Regions from separate parts of the Mus musculus genome. Here regions 2 and 3 are each linked to region 1. A link is a contact called in public HiChIP or PLAC-seq data. All regions are on one chromosome and are shown on one strand. The core of a region is the stretch at or near the end of the contact, and the rest is flanking DNA. Distances in the headings are between cores, read along the strand shown.

The links. HiChIP or PLAC-seq counts read pairs in DNA pulled down with a chosen protein or histone mark.
Region 2: an HNF4G HiChIP or PLAC-seq map of pancreatic cancer cells shows a contact between it and region 1. The contact joins the promoter of Entpd3 here to the promoter of Rpsa in region 1. A contact is called at or near these places in 1 of 39 promoter capture datasets (liver) and 4 of 115 datasets of contacts at active chromatin or transcription factors (embryonic basal ganglia, embryonic stem cells, forebrain and 1 more).
Region 3: an H3K4me3 HiChIP or PLAC-seq map of the SCID.adh cell line shows a contact between it and region 1, with 4 times the contacts expected there. The contact joins the enhancer-like site here to the promoter of Rpsa in region 1. A contact is called at or near these places in 2 of 39 promoter capture datasets (the 3T3-L1 cell line and cranial neural crest), 17 of 484 Hi-C or Micro-C datasets (B cells, the HPC-7 cell line, Sertoli cells and 13 more), 14 of 115 datasets of contacts at active chromatin or transcription factors (the SCID.adh cell line, VIP interneurons, astrocytes and 11 more) and 3 of 9 other capture datasets (adipose tissue, embryonic stem cells and liver).

The regions. Positions count from the first base shown.
Region 1 is chr9:120,125,722-120,130,441 of GRCm38.p6, forward strand. Rpsa (ribosomal protein SA) reads left to right here and starts at 2,045. Exons shown (of 7, transcript NM_011029.4): 1 at 2,045-2,109; 2 at 2,736-2,901; 3 at 3,437-3,555; 4 at 4,397-4,642. The coding sequence starts at 2,769. It overlaps LOC115485682 (a small nucleolar RNA gene), which reads left to right and starts at 3,059; the gene lies at 3,059-3,214. It overlaps Gm26448 (a small nucleolar RNA gene), which reads left to right and starts at 3,630; the gene lies at 3,630-3,832. Snora62 (small nucleolar RNA, H/ACA box 62) reads left to right here and starts at 4,713; the gene lies at 4,713-4,720. It also overlaps a transcript of Slc25a38 not described here.
Region 2 is chr9:120,537,493-120,542,212 of GRCm38.p6, forward strand. It overlaps Entpd3 (ectonucleoside triphosphate diphosphohydrolase 3), which reads left to right and starts at 2,326. Exons shown (of 11, transcript NM_178676.5): 1 at 2,326-2,391; 2 at 3,160-3,211. The coding sequence starts at 3,172.
Region 3 is chr9:120,426,527-120,431,246 of GRCm38.p6, forward strand. Myrip (myosin VIIA and Rab interacting protein) reads left to right here. Exons shown (of 17, transcript NM_144557.5): 9 at 982-1,135. Among named protein-coding and RNA genes, the nearest start is that of D830035M03Rik, 64 kb to the right of the region's middle. Within about 2 kb of position 1,840, at least 17 of the 459 cell types and tissues checked have an H3K27ac peak or open chromatin away from gene starts, as enhancers often do. A contact at or near this core is called in the HPC-7 cell line, the SCID.adh cell line and group 2 innate lymphoid cells, where this site is marked.

The DNA of each region.
Region 1 (4,720 bases), core at 795-3,294:
GCTTCCTACTTGCTTGAAGCCCACTGCTTGGTGGTTTGGGGCTGGATGTTCGGCTGAGTGTCATGCTAATTCATGCAAGGTTCTGGTGGGTTCATTTGCATTAGCAATAGAGCAAACAGGAACACCGGTCCTCAGGCTTGGCATTCCCTCACTGGGAGTCAGAGGCAGAAGAGCTGGAAGCTCAGTCATCCTCCACTTGTGAGACCCTGTTTAAAAGTGCAGCCATGACCCTATAAACTAGTTTTAGAACATTTCCACCCCCGACCTCCAGTAAGCTCTTATACCTACTTATAATCTTCATTCCCAGACCTACCACTCACTTTCTATTGTCATTTTTTTCTAATTAAATAATAAATGCTTTTATTTCTCCAATAACTTTTAAAATGTGAACATTCTGTCATTTAACCAGTTTTTACTTGCAAGTAACTTCATTGGGCCTTAGTTCCCTTTGAAATAGCATGCTCTTATTCCTGAAGGCAGTTAGCTTTTTTTTGTTGTTTTGGTTTTTTTTCGAGACAGGGTTTCTATGTGTAGTCCTGGGTGTCCTGGAATTCACTCTGTAAACCAGGCTGGCCTCGAACTCAGAAATCTGCCTGCTCCTGCCTCCTAAGTGCTAGGATTAAAGGCGTGCAATACCACGGCCCAGCAGCAGTTAGCTTTTCACCATCCTTTCTGTCTAGATAATACCCAAAGACAAATCCTACAGGGACAAGTATATGAACCCAGTGCTCACTTCTAAGCTGAAATAAGGTCATCTTGACTGCTTCAGCCTGGTACCAAGCGTGACCAAGGACAGCCGCAGGGAGCTAGGCCACTCTATTTTTTCTTTTTTTTAAAGACAGGGTTTCTCTGTGTAGCTTTGGCTGTCCTGGAACTCATTTTTGTAGATTAGACTAGCTTTCAACTCGTAGAGATCTGCTTGCCTCTGTCTCCTGAGTGCTGGCTAGGATTACAGGCATAGGCCACCACTACCTGACCTGAACATACCACTTAATAGATTTTAGAATATTCTGTTTTACTTAACAAGATATCTTGATACACATTCACGATGTGGCAAGTTAAATGCTTTGTTCTTTTTAGTTTTACCGTTTTATATTTATTTTTGAGACAGAGTATGACTATAGCTTCAAATTCATGGTCCTCTTGCCCCAGCAAGAACTGAAGAAACCCAGAGCCTTTCGATGTTAGTACTCTACCACGGAGCTGCACCCACACTCCTCTGGGTTTTTGATCTATTATTTTTGTTGTATGCATATATGGTTATCCTTCAGTATCTGTGGGATTTGTTCCAGAACCACCTATGGATGCCAAACCCATAGATGCTCAAGTCCCTAATATAAAATGGTCTGAGCTGGGCGTGGTGGCACACGCCTTTATTTAGCCCCGGCACTCCGGAGGCAGAGGCGGGCGGATTTCTGAGTTCGAGGCCAGCCTGGTCAATAAAGTGAGTTCCGGGACAGCCAGGGCTGTACAGAGAAACCCTGTCTCGAAAAACAAAACAAAACAAAAATAGTCTGGTATTTTCTAATAACCACAACCCTCCCACAGACTCCAAGTCATCTCTAGATTACTTGAGACATGGAATACAGTAATAAACGCTTTGTAAATAGATGACGCATCCAAATTTCTCCCTGCTCCCTTCAACACTTTTGTAATATCTTACTGGGTAACTACTATTTTGTAGTTCTCAAATGTAGGAAGGAGCCAGTACCAGAGGGGCAGGCGGGTGTGTGCTCCTGGAGTTAATCCTGACATAGGTGGCCCAGCTTGAAGCCTATTCGTCACTCAGCGGACCAAAAGCTACGGACTTTCCACGCTCGCTCCCCCCCCCCCACTCCCCCCCCTCGCCCCAGCTACTTCCGGCCTGGGGTCTGTGCAGCGACTGCAGCCGCGCAGGCGCGGGCCACTTTAACTTCCGCTCCGCGCGCGCTACAGCGGGCCCACTCACTGAATCTGCGCGTGCGCCAGAGGCTTTTTCCGGAGCGGAAGTTCTCCCTTTTTGCTTAGCCTGCTTTGCCATTGGCTGGCTGTGGGTTATTTAAGGACGTCATTTCCGGCCGCCCGTCCTTTCGCGCTACCCGGGGACGGGTCCATACGGCGTTGTTCTTGGTGAGTCTCACGTGGAGCCCTCGGCGTCTCCGGACGCCGCGGGACGCGCGCTTACTAGCTTCCCGCGCCATGGGTGGGCGCGGAGGGCGCCGAGGCTGCGTGTGCCGGGGCGGCTTGGCTCCTGGCGGCAGCGCCACGTGCTGGCCCGCAGTTAGGTGGGGCGGGCGCCACTGCGGGGCCCTTCTGCGGTTCGCGCCACGCTCGAGGGCCCTGTCGGCAAGATGCTGGGAAAAGTGCTTGTGAGGCGCATGGAGATGGGACGGGAACTGCCGGCCAGTCTCGAAATACAACTCCCGAAGCACCCCGATCATGGCCGCCTTTGCGCAACTCTCGGTGCAAAGAAGCAGCTATACTTAAGTAGCTATCCTGTAGTCAGTGTGCCTGCGGAGGCGCTAACTTCAACTGTCCAGTTTTTCTATATGTGCTCTGCTGACAAAGTCACTTTCCTTAGTGACTAGGTGGCCAGAAAAATCGAAAGGCAAGGAGGAATAAGAACACAACCCATTTCAGCTCAGATGATGTGCTGCGCCTAGTGGCATACGCCTTTAGTCCCCCTCTCAGGAGGCAGGGCAATCTTGTGAGTTCTAGTGTCAGAAGAAAAAAGATGAATTTTATTCCTTTTTTAGATTCCCATCGTAACTTAAAGGGAAACTTACACAATGTCCGGAGCCCTTGACGTCCTGCAGATGAAGGAGGAGGATGTCCTCAAATTCCTTGCTGCGGGAACCCACTTAGGTGGCACCAACCTTGACTTTCAGATGGAGCAGTACATCTACAAAAGGAAAAGTGACGGTCAGTTGCCACCTGTGATAGTCAGTTCCTGACTATGGTGCTCTAATGGGTATAGTGCCTGGTAACTGAATGGTTGGTGTTGGAGTGCTACTCTGGCTTGTGATGTAACTAAGAGGATGTGTGGGAAGGGGCCAGAGGTCATGGAGGACTGACTGACCCTGCACACTATTAAAGCTCAGAGTGGAGGCCAGTCTTGGCCAGTGAACTTCTGAGTGTCGGAAGTGTGCTACATTGAATTTATGGCAGGATTTTCGCTAACACCAGTAGAGCTTGCCTCTATGACTGGAGTTTGGTAGTGGTCACTGCCACATGCGTATGCCTTACCTTCCCACAGTGTCCATTCACAAGGCTATGAGGCTAGCAAGCCTGTCTGGGACACCCACTTTAAACTACTTGTTGCTGGGTGTGGTGGTTTCACACCCTTTAATCCTAGTGTTTAGGAGGCAGTCAGGAGTCTGATCAGCCAGGTCTGCAGAGTGACTGCCAGACTTCCTGCCTTGGGAAGCTCCTCAGAGAGTTCCGTTTGCTGGCCTAGGTATCTACATCATAAACCTGAAGAGGACCTGGGAGAAGCTGTTGCTCGCAGCTCGAGCTATTGTTGCCATCGAGAATCCTGCTGACGTCAGCGTCATCTCCTCCAGGAACACTGGCCAGGTTTGTGGCATGCATGTGCTTTTGTTTGGGGGTCAGTAATCGATAGAGTACATTGGGCATACAAAGCAAAGTATCCAACGTGGACAACCCAGGAGGTCACTCTCCCTGGGCTCTGTCCTAGTGGCATAGGGGAGCATAGGCCTTGCCCAGTGACGTACAGTCCCTTTCCACGGCGTTGGAGATGAAGCTGGGCTTTGTGCCCGCGCCTGCATATTCCTACGACTTCTCAGAGTCCTGTGGACAGTGACTGAGGAGGCAAACCATGCAGGAAACAGTGCTGACTCGGTGGCAAACAGAGCTTTGTGTTAGAGGAAATTGGTGCTGACTTAAGGGAAAGGCAACGTCAGACACAAACAAAATAGCCAAGTTAAGTCTTTGTTAACATGTATATCAGTTGATAAAACAATGAGATATGAACTGTTGAGATAGTTTTGGTACGTGGTGGCTTAAAACCATCCATAGTTCTGTTCAAGGAGATCCAATACCAAACCACCATGTGTGGGGGTGATATACTTTTGTACATTGCAGGATAACCACTCCTAAATTAACTAAAGAACTATCCACAAACAGAGGAGGGGGGGTGATGAGCTTGCTCTGTGTTCGGATAAATTTGTCAGGTGTTTGCTGAGTACCTGTAACTGTCCTTTGGGGGGCTTGGGCATGTGAGAAACTTGAGTCAGGTGCCTCACACTAAGGCATCATGCAGGTGTTACAGTTAGCCTAAGAATGTGCTTCAGCACAGTACTTTGATGCTTTGGTGTTTGATAGGTGACTAGAAGTGGGTATCAGCAGTTTCCTCGTGAAGCATGCATGATAATGCTGACTCAATCTCCCTTCAAAGCGAGCTGTGCTGAAGTTTGCTGCTGCCACAGGAGCCACTCCGATCGCTGGCCGCTTCACACCTGGGACCTTCACTAACCAGATCCAAGCAGCCTTCAGGGAGCCACGGCTTCTAGTGGTGACCGATCCCAGGGCTGACCATCAGCCACTCACAGAGGCCTCTTATGTCAACCTGCCCACCATTGCTCTGTGTAACACAGATTCTCCCCTGCGCTATGTGGACATTGCCATCCCATGCAACAACAAGGTACTTGGTCTTGCAGAGCTGACAGAGGCACTGGGGAAGCCTTCACCGTCCCCTGCACATTGTTAGAGCTTGGAGTTG
Region 2 (4,720 bases), core at 1,076-3,575, 410 kb after region 1:
CCCACAGGGACTTCAGCCCTACTTACAAAGGAGCAAACCAGTGGAATTTTAGAAGGCAGCCAAGGACCTTGCCCTCAGACCTTCCTTCCAGACCTACTGAGCCACAAGGGAGGATGGTTCAAGACCTCTATCGTCCTTAGCTTTGATTGTCAATTTAATGATAGAATCATTTGAGGAAGAAAACCTCAATTGAGGAATTGCCTAGGTCAGATTGACCAGTGCATATCTTTATTGGGGATTGTCTTGATGTCGGAGGGTCCAGCCCACTGTGGATGGCACCATTCCCTGAGCAGGCTGCCCTGGATTGTATAAGAAAGGTGAGCATGAGCCTGTGAGACATTAGTCCAGTACACATCCTTCATGGTTCCATTTTAACATCCTGCTTGAGAATCCTACCCTGACTTTCCTCACTGATGCCCTGTGACCTGGAAATATAGTCAAATAAACCCTTTCCTCCCCTAAGGTGGTTTTGGTCAGAGTGCTATCAGAGCAACAGAAAATACAACAGGACAACCTCTCACTCAAGCTTCTAGCTTTGGGCCCTCTAAGGAGCCAAGAGGCTGCACCAGAAATGGGCTCCGAAGCCCTCTGGGTCTCTGCAGTCCCTGGGCTGTCCTTCTTTGTCATCTGTCCTATTTGGCTTCCTCCAAGCTGTTTTTGTCCTGACTGTTGGCTCAGTGATGTTTAGAATGAAGGAGCATACTTTTCGGTCCCCATTAAGCCCCCTGGGAATCACCACCACAGATTGGCTTGAGAGTGTGTCTGCCCAGTTCTGTGTTCTCCAGTGTCCGCCCACGTGACTGGAACCCACCTGCCTACTCACCATACCCCATTCTAGTTGTTCTGCACGACACACCCTCTTCCCAGAGAGACTGAGGGGGAATGCACGGAGTTATGTGTGCTCTCAGAGTGGCCTGCCCTGTCCTAATTGGCCCTTGGTTCTGTTTTTCCCTCCAAAAATGTTTGATGGGGAAACTAGGAAAATAAAGTTACCTTGTAGCATGTGTGGTGACCCAAGAGTGACCCCAGTACTAGAAGACTAAGGCAGGAACAAGTGCAAAGCCAGCCTGGGCTACATAGGCAAATCTTGTCTCAAAACAACACACAAAACAGGGTACTGGGCTCCATTCTCCTTTCAGCCTTCCTGCGCTGACTCAGAGCCTCACAATTGCCTGTGACTCCAGTTCCAGAGGATCTGAAGCACTGTGGGTGTCCTCACACACACATGGTATACACACACACACACCACATCACATAATAAGTATATGTAATAATATATAACAAACAATATATAGGCTTAATAATACAACTTTTCTTTTAAAAAGGTTGTCTTGACAGATAGAAGACCGGCAGGCAAGGTGTCTTGGGGTTTCACTTCTGTGAAGAGACAATATGACCACGGCAACTCTTATGAAGGAAAACATTTAACTGAGGCTGGCTTAGAGTTCCAGAGGTTCAGTCCATTATCATCATGGTGGGAACCACGCAGCCTGTGGGCAGACGTGGAGCCAAAAGTTCTACATCTTGATCCTAAAGCAGCCGGAGACTGGATGTGTTCCGCGGTGGGTGTGATTTGAGCGTATAAGAGCTCAAAGCCCTGCCTCCACAGTGACATTCTTCCTCCAACAAGGCCACACCTCCTAATAGTGCCACTCCCTGTGGCCAAACATTCAAACACATGAATTTGTGGGAACCAAACTTACTCAAACTACCACCCAGGGGGTGCCTCTTGGGACTGGGGGCAAGGTCACATCACATCCTCTTCTGCCTTGGGTTCAGGGGACTGTGCAGGGAGTTAGAAGATAAAGATGTGGAAAGCTCTCTGACTGGGTCCTGGTGGGACACTGAGCTAACTAACCCTGTCAGCTTAAGAGCATCTGCCATCACCTAGGAAACACACTTCTGAGCAAGTCTGAGACTGGGTGTCTAGGCTGGGTTAACTGGGCCAGAAAGACCCATCTTGAACGAGGGTGGTACCAGCGCTTTAGGCTGGGATCTCTGGTACCTGAATGCAGACAGGATGTGACTGCAGTCTAAGATCCTGCCAAGATACGTTTTTAGGACAGTACCTACAACCGTGAGTCACCTTTTCTTCTTTAGGTCCCTTTTGTCAGGTACTTTGTCAGCAACGAGGGAAGTAACTAAAACAAGGCCTGAAAGGATTGGCTACCCCCCACGTGGCAATGATTCCCCCTCCATCCTCATGCCGGACAGGCTGGGGTGAAGTGAAAGAGAAGAGCCTGGGAAGGTGAAGAGGTCCTGGCCCCAGCGCTTGCGGGAGGCGGTCCCTAGCAGGCTGCGCCACCCACGCCACCTCGCTCCGCCTCCTGGACTCCCGCACCCCAGAGGCGCCTCCGCTTTTCAGCAACCCGCAGCGAAAGCAGCGCCCAGGTAAGGTCTGGCCCCGCGCGCAGGAGTGGGATGGAGCAGGCTGTGGGGGGCTGGGAGCGGGGAGGGAAGGAACCAGCACAGCTTCCCGCAGAGGGCCGCAGGCAGGAGCTGAAACCCGGGGAGCTGGGCACTGTCATCTGACAGGGACAGGACACCGCGTCACGAAGCACCCCAAGACCTGCAGATGCAGGGGACGGGCCAACTCCCAGGTCCCCACCCTGATCCCCAGGGCCTGACAGCTGTCTGCTGGTGTTCAGCTCAGGGAGCTGGAGACACCCCGCGGGTCTTTAAGGGTGACTGCATGCTGGCAGCCACCAGCACACACCGATGCCAACCGGCTTTGCTGGTGCGCTTTGAAGTATAACCCAGCCCGAGCCTTGTGAATATTACTAAGAGGGGGTTCGCTCTGCCCGGGTGCTGGTCACAGGTGCGGCCCACAGGAGAAAAAAAAAAAAGAAAGAAAGAAAGAAAGAAAGAAAGAAAGAAAGAAAGAAAGAAAGAAAGAAAGAAAGAACACATGCGCGCTCACACAAGCTTTTGGGGTTTTATTTTCAAAATTGCTCTCTAGTTAAAGTTTTAACCAATCCATTCTTCCAGCTTTACATTTGGGGAGGGGATACTGGGTTTGGAGTTCCAGCTTCCATCGGTCTCTGACGTTCTGGTTTGACCTCATTGTTTCTAAAGAGGCTTCGATTTAGATGACGTTGTGTTCAATATCAATACGTGCAAGTTTAGCCACACGCTCCTTCTGTGTTCTTACCCCTGCAGCCCGGAGAGAAGATGTTTACCGTGATGACCCGCCAGCCATGTGAACAGGCAGGTAAGTGTTGCTCACTGGATGCTAGGTTTTGTCAGACCCAGGGAGAATCCCAGCTTTGGTTCGTAGCTCTCCATCTATATCTCCTGTGAATGGCTGTTTATCGTTGTTCCAAGACTTCGCTCACCTGGGTTTCACCCTTGACATTCTTCAGATAAAAGTAATGCTTTTCCACAAAGCCACAGGAAACAAGGGCTAACACGAATGTTTGGCTTAAATGGTTTTTCCTGTTCGTATAATCCATTATTTTGGCTCTTGTGGTTTCCTTACCTAGCTATGTGTAAGGTTTGTGTTATGTGTTGTTGACGTGGGAATGAATCCTGATAGAGTTGGGTCGCCCTGAGTACTATGGTAAGCTGCACAGGAACACCTCTCCCTCTCATCTGTCTCTCTCATTTGTCTCTCATCTGTCTCTGTCTCTCTGTCTCTGTCTCTGTCTGTCTCTCTCTCTGTCTCTCTGTCTCTGTCTCTGTCTCTCTCTGTCTCTCTCTCTGTCTCTGTCTCTCTCTCTCTCTCTCTCTCTCTCTCTCTCTCTCTCTCTCTCGTGTGTGTGTGTGTGTGTGTGTGTGTGTGTGTGTGTGTGTGTGTGTGTCCTGTCTCTCCCTCCCTTCCTTCCCCCTCCCCATCTTTCCCACACACTTTCAAACCTGCCCAGCTTGGCTGCCTGACCTCCCGGCTCCTCAGTACTGCCCCCCCCTGCTGCCCCCCCCCCCCCAGCTATTCATGCAGATGTGAGAGAGATGCGGAGGTGGGAGAGGCGTCCACTCAGCTAGCCCTCACCTCCTCTCTAGGCTCCAGTAGGCACCTGCAATTAACACTGTTTGCCCAGCCCTCCCTACTCCACAGCTCTAGGCTGCATTTCTTCATGAATGAGACCTAGCCTAGTCTGTTCACTTTTTTGCTGGCTAAGTGTTTGTTGAAGGTAATCACAGCTTTTGACTTAGAAAGTGCTGAAGCTAGAGGATCCTGGAGGCCAGCCCCTGGCTGTGGTCAAGAGCCTGCTTACATTCCACACACCCCCTCCTGTGAAGAGGTTCCTTAGCTATGCCCTAAACTGCTGATTCTTGGCTTCCAACAGGGTATGACTTGAGGGCATATAGACTAATTTATACTTATATTTTTGGAAAGAGCAATTGTACTAAAGAAGATGGTTTGTATTGCATTGCACATTTCCCCCCAAAAGACATTGGAATTTAGCAGACATGGTAACATGCCACATACCAGCTAATCAGTTACATTCTTTCCGAAGGTAGATTAAATTTGGCCGATTAACACTATTAGGTCTTGTTGGGGGGAAAAGTGCCTTAAACCTCTGTGACTGACACCGATGTGGTTTGAAAATAGGTGTGGCTGGGGAACTTCTATTCAGAAGCACAGAGAAGTGACCCATTTCCCCCCTGATGCTCCGAGGGTCAACACCACAGGGCTAGGCTCTCCTCCAGATCTGTACGGCTGCTTGCGCTATGAGTCAAGTGGGGTAGGATCCCAGAGGTGCAGATTGGGGTCAGGTGT
Region 3 (4,720 bases), core at 590-3,089, 300 kb after region 1:
TGCATGTGAGTGTGTACATGCATCTGACGGTGTATATGCACGAGAGTGTGTACCTGCAGGTGAGCGTATACATGCGTGTGAATGTGTACATGCATGTGACTGTGTACATGCATGTGAGTGTACATGCATGTGAGCGTGTAATGCATGTGACTGTATTTGCATGTGAGCGTGTACATGCATGTGAGCATGTGCATGCATGTGATTGTGTACATGCATGTGAGTGTGTGTTTAGATGCATGAGCGTGTGCAGGTTGTGTGCAAAGGACTGCCTCGGGTATCATGCCTCAGGAGTTGTCCACATTGTGTTTTTGAGACAGATTCCATTACTAGCCTGCTGCTCACCAGGTGAGCTAACTTGCTGGCCAGCAAGCCCCAGGGACCTGCGTATCTCTGCCTCCTGGTGCTAGAATCAAAGGTGCACACCACCTCACTTGGCCACACCTGGCTTTTATGTGGGTCTGGGGGTCTGACATGGGTTTTCATGCTTACAAAGCAAGCACTTCTCTGACTGAGCCTTCTCCCCAACTGTCACGCTCCCTGAAGTGCACCGTGAGCACACAGCAAGAGGAAGCTTCCAGATTATGGGCCAAGGCTGTGGAGGAATTCCAGCCCCAGGACGATCACTCCTGAGTTCCGCTTCAGATCATGCCACACTTGCTTATACATCTCTGAGAGAGACTCCACGTCTCCTTGGCTCCCCCTCCTGTGGTGGAGTGGGTGATGCAGCAGCCAGGCAGGGAGGGCTGTGTTCAAGGATCCTCTTACCTGTTCTCGTGGGTGCTTTCCGTGGCTAAATGAAATGTCCTTTCCCTCCTGAGCCTACCAGTGTTCAAAACAAACACTTCCTGTGCCAGCCTGCAGCTCCTGAGCCTGGCTGAGGAAAATAGCCTCACTGTGAAGTGTCCTCTGCTTGTTTACTCCTGAGCTGCTGACACTCAGCCTGGGGCTATGCTTAAGGCTCACACCTCTCTTTTTCCACAGCGGTCCCAGTCTGCATTCTCCTTCACTATGGAAGATGCTCTGAAGTCTGGTTCAGCAGAGGCTGCACCAAGGTCACCCAAGGACCGCGCCCAGCGTCTGCTGGAGGAGGCCGCTCTGCCCAGCTGGAGGAGCATGGATGGACTGGACGGAACAAGTAATGCTTTTCTTGGTGGTGGTGGTGTTTGTTTCTGTGTTTTGTTTTATTTTGATACAATACCTCATGGAGCCCAAGCTGGCCCCCAACTCCCTGTATAGCCAAGGATGGCCTTGAATACTTGATTCTCCTGTCTCCGCTTCTAAAAGCTGAGATTATAGGTGTGCACACCACACCCTGACTCCAAGTGGGTTTCACAGGTGCTGTTTGGAGTCTTGCTAGCTAGCTATCGCATGGCCGTTCAGCTCCTCCTCCCATAAGTGAGTGTGTGTGTGTGTGTGTGTGTGTGTGTGTGTGTGTGTGTGTGTGTGTGTGAAAAGCTCTCTGACAGGCAGTTAGTTGTCTATCTCAGTACATCTTAGGATGGCATTGTGGTTCAATGGTGCCTGTGCTCTTCCTGATTACTCTAGAATGTTCTTCCTCTCCCTTAGGAGTTAGAACTCACATCAACATCTCACTTAGTCTCACATAATGAAATTAGCTCAGCTACGTTTCTATGGCTGTGACCATGAAAACAGAATCCAGGGGCCATGAAGCTCCACACACTGGGGGGTCTGTTCCTCACCTAGTGTACATATGTACAGCAGAACATGGACCCGTGTGTTGTTGCGCGTAGCAGCTGTTATCGGTATTCACTGTTGTAGGCCAGACCCAGATCCCATCCCTGAATAGCAAAAATACTTAACCACAAAGTGGCCACCCGAGGAGGAAATGCTTGCAGACTGACTGCCATTTCCTTTCTATAACCAACCAGCAGGCTATGAGCAAAATCCACCCTGTGCAAAGAGCCAGAAATGTCAACTACCCGTCCATCTAAAGATTGTCTGTGAGGGGCCACTTTCCTGTTAACCCACTAGTGCCTGATGGGTGAAGACTGCAGCTACAACACTCAGCAATGACAGAGCTCTGTCTGTGTGGTTTCAGGGTTTCTGTTAAGTGTCTTTTATCCCTAGATTCACTATGCAGATACCTAGAACATCACGTCGCCTCTCTTCTCACGTCCCCGCTTCTCCCACTTTCCTCACTTCCCTACCTCTTTTTTCTCTTCCCTCCTCTCTCCCTCCTCTCTCTTCCCTCTCCTTTCTCTTCTCTCTGTCTCCTATTTCTTCTCTCCTCTTCATCTCCCTCTCCTCTCTGTCTCTGGGTCTCAGCAGTTGAATCCCATCCCTCCGTACATGGTATCCTAGAGAGTACAAGCACCGTACTTCCTGACCCACCCTGGAGGTGGAGGTGTGTCTGTGAAGGCTCCTCCTCTGCCTCCCTCTCTTTGGCTATGGGAAGCTTCGCAGTCACAGGAAACAGGCTGGGTTTCTATTTGACCTAAGACCTTCTGCTGATAACCAGGGTTAAGCAGAATCTTTTCCTAACATTATTTATTATTTTGGTATTTTGTGTGTGTGTGCCCATGCATGCAGTAGCCATGGATGCCAGTAAGGGACATCAGATCCCCCTGGGATTGGAACCACAGGCTAATATAAGACACAATAGTGGCACCAGGAATTGAACCTGGGTCCTCTAGAAAAGTAGCCAGAGCTCTTAACCACTGAGCCATCTCTTCAGTTCCAAGCCTACTCTTGAATTTGCCATTTCAGTACAGCAGCTCTGTTCACAAATGGCTGTGAGGAAAGGAGCTACTAAGAGTCCGCTTTGGCCTTGGAGTGACTCTGGTGGTAAGATGTTTGTTGTGTAAGCATGGGGTCCTGAGTTCAATTCCTCATATCCCACATTTAAAAAAAAAAAAATTAGGCATAGGGCTGGAGAGACAGCTCAGTGCTACCTGCTCCTGCAGAGCCCGGTTTTTGTTCCCAGCATGCATATCAGGTGACTCACAACTGCATGTAACTCCAGCTCCAATAGATCTGACACCCTCTGACCTCCAGAGGCTCCTGCATACTTGGTGTAAATAAACGTATACAAGCACTCACACATATGCATAAGTAACAAAAATAATAAATACTCATTTAAGGTGACAGGAGGAACCCTGGGGTTTCTGATCAGCCAGCTGAGCTGAATCCATGAGACCCAGCTTCAGTGGGAGATCCTGTCTTGAAAACTAAGCTGGATGGCTGGGAGATTTCTCAGTGGTTAGAGCACTTGCTGTACAAACCTAAAGACCAGAGTTCAGATCCCCCGAGCTCTGATAAATGCCAAGTGGACATGGCAGCTGCCTGTAATTCCAGCCTCGGGAGGTAGAGTTGGAGTCCCCAGAACAGACTGGCTAGTGAGACTAGCATATCAGTGGCTGAGAGACCCTGCTTCAAAGAATAAAAGGAAGAGTGACTTAGGATCCTGACATCAACTACAGGGCACACACATATACACACACAAGCACGAGTACACACATACATACACACATATACTCACATGCACACACAAACATGGACATACACAACTCACATATACACACACTCACACTTACATGCACACACATATGCACACACACACACACACGCACATTCACATACATGTACACACATGCATACACACACATATGTACATGAACATGCACACATGTATACTCACATGCACACATATGTGCACACATGCATGCATATACACATATGTACATACACATGCACACACTCACATGCACACATGTACACATATATGTGCATATAACACATAGACATACACACTCATACATACTTACACACTTACTTATCTGCTCTGGAAAAGCATGGAACCACCCCGTATAAGCACTTCCTGCTGTCATCCTCATGACATCTCAGGGAGGTGTTAACTGCTCTTTTTCACCACTGAGCGGAGTGGGGATCTGAGAATCGTGTACTGCCGCATGGCTTCCAGGCTTCATACCCAGGCCTTGAGACCGCTCTTCTCTCCACCGTGAAACCTGTCCCCAGGGCAGAGGAAGCTACTTTGGTTCTTAGAGAAACAGGTTGTTGGGATCTGGGTCCTGCCTCGCCCTGTCATCCAGAGGCTGCAGAGCCATGTGCATGGTCAGCCAGAGCATAAGGCAGATGATGGAGAGCCAGCCAGGAGGGTCAGATGTGAGCACAGATCCTAGGGAGAAAAGCTTGGAGGTGAGAGGTCTAAGGAGTTAGTGGGCTTCAGCAGAGGGTGTGGCAGAAATGAACTCTAGAGTAAGGAGTGGTGGAATGAGCGCCAGGCACCAGGGCTAGGGTTCCCAGGAGACCCCCATTCACATTTTCCTATGGGGGATATCTAATGTCCTTATGGTGTAAGAAAGCCCTAGTTGCTGTCTCTCCAAAGAAAGAGAACTCAGTGTTCTGCCATGACGGATCACAGTAGGATTTCAAACCCACGTTCCACCAGTACCTGCAATCCTCCAGGCTGGAGTTCGGTAAGGAGCAGGCAAGGACAACACTCTGTGGAGACCAGCATTCCATGGAGCAGCAGCAGGCCTGTATCACTTATGAAGTGTGGAGCAGGCTCCTGTCTCAAAGTCTTGGACAAAGCTGTAGACCTGTAGGCCCTTGGTCCAGAAACTGTGCCTGAGGGGATAGGGGATAGGGACTGCAGTGTATACAGGCAGTGAGCATTCCTGATGCCCCCTGCTTGTGGGTAAAGCCCTGGCCCAGCCCTCAGTCATCCTGGGTGACTTGA